Linked DNA regions of Rattus norvegicus: region 2 is linked to region 1. A link is a contact called in public Hi-C data. All regions are on one chromosome and are shown on one strand. The core of a region is the stretch at or near the end of the contact, and the rest is flanking DNA. Distances in the headings are between cores, read along the strand shown.

What was found. A called contact is a pair of places that touch in the nucleus more often than the background predicts.
Region 2: a Hi-C map of frontal cortex shows a contact between it and region 1, with 2.1 times the contacts expected there. The contact joins the promoter of Ap4e1 here to the promoter of Trpm7 in region 1. A contact is called at or near these places in 1 of 12 Hi-C or Micro-C datasets (frontal cortex) and 1 of 1 datasets of contacts at active chromatin or transcription factors (oligodendrocytes).

The regions. Positions count from the first base shown.
Region 1 is chr3:134,586,601-134,589,381 of GRCr8, forward strand. Trpm7 (transient receptor potential cation channel, subfamily M, member 7) reads right to left here and starts at 1,513. Exons shown (of 39, transcript NM_053705.2): 1 at 1,260-1,513. The coding sequence starts at 1,262.
Region 2 is chr3:134,724,590-134,727,625 of GRCr8, forward strand. Ap4e1 (adaptor related protein complex 4 subunit epsilon 1) reads left to right here and starts at 1,749. Exons shown (of 21, transcript NM_001191742.1): 1 at 1,749-1,895. The coding sequence starts at 1,749.

The DNA.
Region 1 (2,781 bases), core at 263-2,762:
TTCTTACAGAATCAACAAGTTTATGCATGTCCAAACGATACTAAGTTCAAACTATGTGCCATATATGAATTACTTACAAAACTAAAGCTATTTTGGGGGTTGGGGGGGTTAATGAAAACATTTTAAACAAATGTATGCTGTTTACCATCTAAAATGAAAAACTAGATATACCACTGAATAGTCAGTACTTAACGACTTGCAAGGCACTTGGATTCAACTCACCCTCCAGTAGAGTCCTTTAAATCAAAGCCGTAAGTATTTAAATGAAATGATTTAGCAGAGGTAGAGGGATTTGAACTTTCCTTTCAAGAAATAGGAAAAGCGAGGTGACAGACACCTGTAATTCCAGAGCTCAGAAGATGGAGGCAAGAGGATAAGGAACTCAATGAGGGCCTCTGGATTTGAGGCCAGCCTGGGCTACATGTAACCCAGTCTCAAGTAAAAGTAGTCTTCAATGACTTCTCAAACCAAAGTGAGAAATGCATTACTTTCACATGTACTTTTTAAAGACACTTCTAAACCTAGCCGGACGTGGTGGCGCACGTCTTTAATTCTGGGAGGCAGAAGTAAGCGGATCTCTGTTTAGAGCCAACCTGGTATACACAGCGAGTTCCAGGCCAGCCAGGGTTACAAGCAAGACCTTGTCTCAAAAATAAAGAAAAAGAAGAAAACTAAACCTGTCAGACTTCGGCAAAGGAACACCAGTTTGCATAAAGCCTATCAAGTTAAACTACTGAGCAGGAATGCCTTTCCTGCTCAGATCCTAGATCTAAATGGCTTTCTTTGTAAGAAATCTCCAAATCCGGTTCCTGGCCTTAACAACAAAAGCTCTAGCCAACGCTGCAACACACCGACTCCCTCCAGTCTGCACATTGGCTTCAAACTGTCTGGGACAACAGATGAGGTAGTTCGACGCAGACCTGGCAACGCAGTCTCAGCCTCCCAGGAATTGTCCCTTCCCTGTCCCTTGCTAAAGAAAAGCCCGAACCACAACGCAGTCTACACCGTCAAAATCACTCCCGTTCTATTAAAAAGTAATAATAATAGAAAATGTACCTGTAGAGAGTCTGCGGCACAGCCAATAAGTCACAGCTCGGAACCCGCTCCCTTCTCCTTTCCGTAACACCTCAGCCCTCCCTCCCTTTCCGTGTCAACTCCGCGGCTCCGCTACGAGCGGAGGCGCCCAGAGGGCCACAGAGCTCCCCGGAGCGGCGCACAGGCTCCCGCGAGGCCCGCCCGCGCCAGGCCCGGCTCCGTACCATTCTCCTCAAGGGGCGGACTCCGGAAGGGCAGCGGCTCCTCCTCCTCCTCCGCGGCCTGCAGCCATCTATCGGAAAGCGTCTCCGGAGGCGGTGGCACGGGCCACCGAACAAGGACAGCCCCGGGAAACCTTCTCAGAACTAACTCAGCTCCAGCGCTAGCAGCAGAAGTCGAGTCTTTCATAATTGTGCGACCAGCTCCGCCGGGTGACTGGCCACAGGGACGCGCCCGCGCCCGCCTCCGCCGGAGACGGGGCCGCGGCAGCCACGTGACGGGGGCGTCGAGTGCGTCGCGCGGAGGGCGTGTCACGTGAAGGGCGCGTTTACTGCGGCCTACCCCTAATCCCCGCCCAGCCGCCGGCCGGGAAGCGCAGAGCTGCGGTTTTCCCTGGTGTTGCTGGCTTCAGCTTCCCCTGCCTCCGTCTGTGAGAACTTGTTCCGCTTTAATGACCGGATCCCCGGGTTCGCCAAAAAGTAACTCCCGCGGCCAGACACGATTGTCTTGTTTCTTTTGCTATCGCATCGGTCTATGTTGGTTATTAGCGATAGCTTTCCCACACGTTATCCTTTCCCATCAAGGGTGCAGTCTGTTATTATCGCTGCTATTATAAGTGGCTTATTTTATGTGTATGTGTGTTTTGCCTCATGTATGTCTGTGTAACATATGTGTGCAGTGTCCTCGGAAGACCGCCCTAGATCATCTGGAACTGGAATGTCAGACAATTAGTGTTTTTTGAGTCCCTTGTGGCTCAGGCTCCTGACCTAAAATGACCTTGAACTATGGAATTTGCTTTTAATCCCACAGTTCTGGGATTGCCAGCTTTCGCCATCCTGAAAGGATTTTGGATTTTGGTTTTTTTGTTTTGTTTTGTTTTGTTTTTGTTTTTTGTTTTGACCTGGAGTAGTTGGCACATGCCTGTAATCCCAGCACTCAAAAGGCTGAGGCAGGAGGATTGCAGTAAATTCGAGACTAGTGAGGGTTAGAATGACAACACCGTCTTAAAAACACAAAACCAAATCTGCTTTTGACACATCATCTTTTCGCTCTTACAAATGTAAAGGCTCCACTGCCTGAAGCTCCGTTCTGCCTCTATCTTTGCTCTTTTTACTCTGACTAATCTCAAATTTACTGTAATCTTCCTGCCTTAACTTTCCGAGTGCTGGGATTACAGGCATGTACCACTACTGGTCTAAAAAAAAAAAAATCAAGATGGCAAACGCCTGTAATTCTAGAAGGGAGGGGCAGGCAAACGCCTGTAATTCTAGAAGGCAGGGGCAGGCAAATCTCTGTGAGTTAGAAGCCAACTTCCAGGTCTGCCAGAGATACCTAGTGAGACACTGTCTCAATTAGACACCCCTCCCCCAATAAAAACCCTACCAGCTTCACTGATGAATAATTGACACATTTAAGTGTACAATTTGATAAACTTCAACATGAAATCACTACTCCAATCAAGGCAATGAACATATTCAATAGTCCCAGATTTCTGGCACCCTTGCTAAACTCTTCCTGTGTGTACAG
Region 2 (3,036 bases), core at 499-2,998, 140 kb after region 1:
TGCAAAACCATGGAACTGTGTGTGTGTGTGTGTGTGTGTGTGTGTGTGTTGTTTTTGTTTTTGGTTGTTGTTGTTTTGTTTGGAGACAAGATCTCCAGACATAGCCTTGGATGGCTTGTAGCTAACTAACTGACTATAAAGACCTAGATGGTCTCTAACTCACAGAGATCCTCCCAGCTCTGGGATTAAAGGCCTGTCTGTGCCATTATGACCTGCTGAAGTCCTGGGCTAATTTTTTTTTTTTTTTTTTGGCTTTGGAGACAGGATTTCTCTGTGTAGCCCCAGGCTGGCCTAGAACTCAGAGATCCGTCTGCCTCTGCCTCCAGAGTTCTGGTATTAATGTGTGCACCGCCACTTACAGTTCTGAACTGAATTCATTTAAGTTGTCTAGCCTACTTTTGCAGTACCTTTCCTATTGGCTAGTCTCGCCGGTCACGGACTACCTCCTATCGTTTCTGAAGCTGTACGGTGGCCTTGTCGTCCAGGCAGGTGTCATGGTTTTGAACCTTTGAAGTGGTTCCATCATTTGCTAGCCAATTCAGCGCGCTAATTAAAGCTGAGTAGAAAGTTTTAGTGCTGTCTGAGAAGTGGTGGCAACGGAGTTTTGCTTTTTATAAAGCTTATCATGTCTCTGTTTCTTTCTTTCTTTTTTTTTTTTTTTCCGGAGCTGGGGACCGAACCCAGGGCCTTGCGCTTGCTAGGCAAGCGCTCTACCACTGAGCTAAATCCCCAACCCCCATGTCTCTGTTTCAATGTGTAATTTTTCTTCCTTTAAACTGTGGTCCAAACAATGACCCCGTTTTACTGGCACCACACTACAGTCTGAAAGTGTTCTATTGGATAAGATGTACTAAGGGGACTAATGAGCATCACCCAGGCCAGGAGAAAGAAAGCTTCACTCTACTTTTTGGCAGCGTCGCTACGTTCCTTTCCCCCGAGTCAGAAAAGTATCAGCTTTTCCAGCAAGTTTTAGGTGGAAGAGAAAAACCTGGGGAATGGGGAAAGTTAAGACAGGGTTTCATATAACCCAGGCTTGCTTTAAACTTGATATGGCACAGGAGATGCCTTTGAATTTTCTTGTTCCTCCTTCCATCCTCAAGTGCTGGGGTTACAGACAACAACCACTATGCACGACTGGAAAGTAAGTTTTCTAATTGAAGCTAATAAAAGAGGCTAAAGTTAAAAAAAAAAAAGTAAACAAAATTTTGCCGAGGCATAAAATATTAAGTTCTAAAGAAAATCTGTTTTAAATAATTTAAATATTGATAATTTTTTCAACAAATTAAAACATCTTTGCATAACTACTCTGTCAGGCAAACTTTTTCTTTTGTTGAGGTATAGATACAAGAACATTTTCAAGATTTAAGAAAACAATTCACTTATTACAACGTTTCAGAGATAAGAGTTCGTACAGATGTTAAGAACACTGTAAAGACGATGGTGGGTCAGGTATGTAATCTCAGTACTTGGAGACTGAGACGGGGGAATGGCACGACTTCCCCAATCTTCTACTTGGAAGATTCCAGAAAATAAAAGAATACTCGTGCATACACTTTTCACCGCTAATAGATCTTCCTGTCTTCTGAGAACTGCGTTCTCCTAGACTCGTTCTCCCCCCGGCGGTCTCTTCTGGAACTTCATCCTGCTCGTACTATCTCGGCGCGAATAAAGATTTCTTATTCAAAACGCCGGAAGTGACTACGGAGGCCGGGAGGCTGGGCATGAAGTAGCTTCGAAGAGAGGCAGCGATGAGCGACATGGTGGAGAGGACGCTGACCGCACTGCCGGGGCTCTTCTTGCAGAACCAGCTGGGAGGGCCTGCGGCCTCCAGAGCACCCTTCTTCTCCAGGCTGGGCGGCCTCATCCGTGGCGTCACTGCGCTCTCATCCAAGCACGTACGTGGCGGGGTTGGCAGGGCGAGATGGGGTGGGGCGGTGGGGCCGGAGACATCGGTCGGCTGGATGGACGCAGTCGGGGGTTCGCCCCGAGCTTGGGTTTGCTGCCTGCACCGACCTCAGGGAGGCTGGCTTTCTGATTTGGAGGCCCGAAGACCCTCCGTGTGTTTTCTCAGTGTTAAGCCGATATAAATTTCATGGGATGCTTTGAAGATTGCCGGAGCTGTCAATCTTCAAATAGCCGGTGCGACTTAAAGCCTGAGCTATAGGCTCCTACGAAGTTTCTTTTCCCTACTGAGTTTTAATTTCGTTCCTTCTATTTGGAAGCGTCACGTACACCGACAGACAACCCTGACTCCCACCCCTGACAGAGCTATTAATCTTTGCAGAGCTTGAGGTTTAGGCTAGTCCAACGGGTTGGGCAAAGACCCGCTTTGAGAACTAGTAGTTACCATAGAAGTTATTACCTTCCCACGGATTGTGTATGGTGCTGACTCAAGGAGCGTATGTCTTAAAAACGTAACATCGTGTCATACTTTCTTCAGCAAATATTTATCAAGCGCAGCTATATGTTAAGTAATGAAAATAGCGAATCACTTTTCTATCAAAGAATTGATCATCCATTTTGGACTTGACATAAATAACTACAGTGTAATGCCAGTGCCAGCAGAGAGGAGGAGAGAGACAAGATGCCTTTAAAGGTTTAAAACGTGCGTGTGTTCTAACTGTGAGCTGGTATGTGGCAAAGCTGTATTGAACAGGGCTTGCTGCACATCCCGAAATCATTCCTGTACTTAATATATCTTCGTGCTTTTCTTTTGCTAATTTGTATGAGAGGACAAGTAAGTATTTTATGTGTACATGTATCTATGGAGAGAGAGAGAGAGAGAGAGAGAGAGAGAGAGAGAGAGAGAGAGAATATGAATGTGTGCGTGTGTTGGTATGTGAGGTGCACGGACCCGTGGCACATGTATAGGCTTCAGAGGACAGCTTTGGGTCTTAGTCCTCACCTTCCACCTTGTTGGAGGTCAGATCTCTCTTGACGTTTGTTTCTGTGCTGTGTATTCAGGCAAGCCAGCCAGAGAGCTTCTGGGGTGTTCTGTCTCTACCTCCTGTGTCACCATAGCAGTGCAGGGAATCA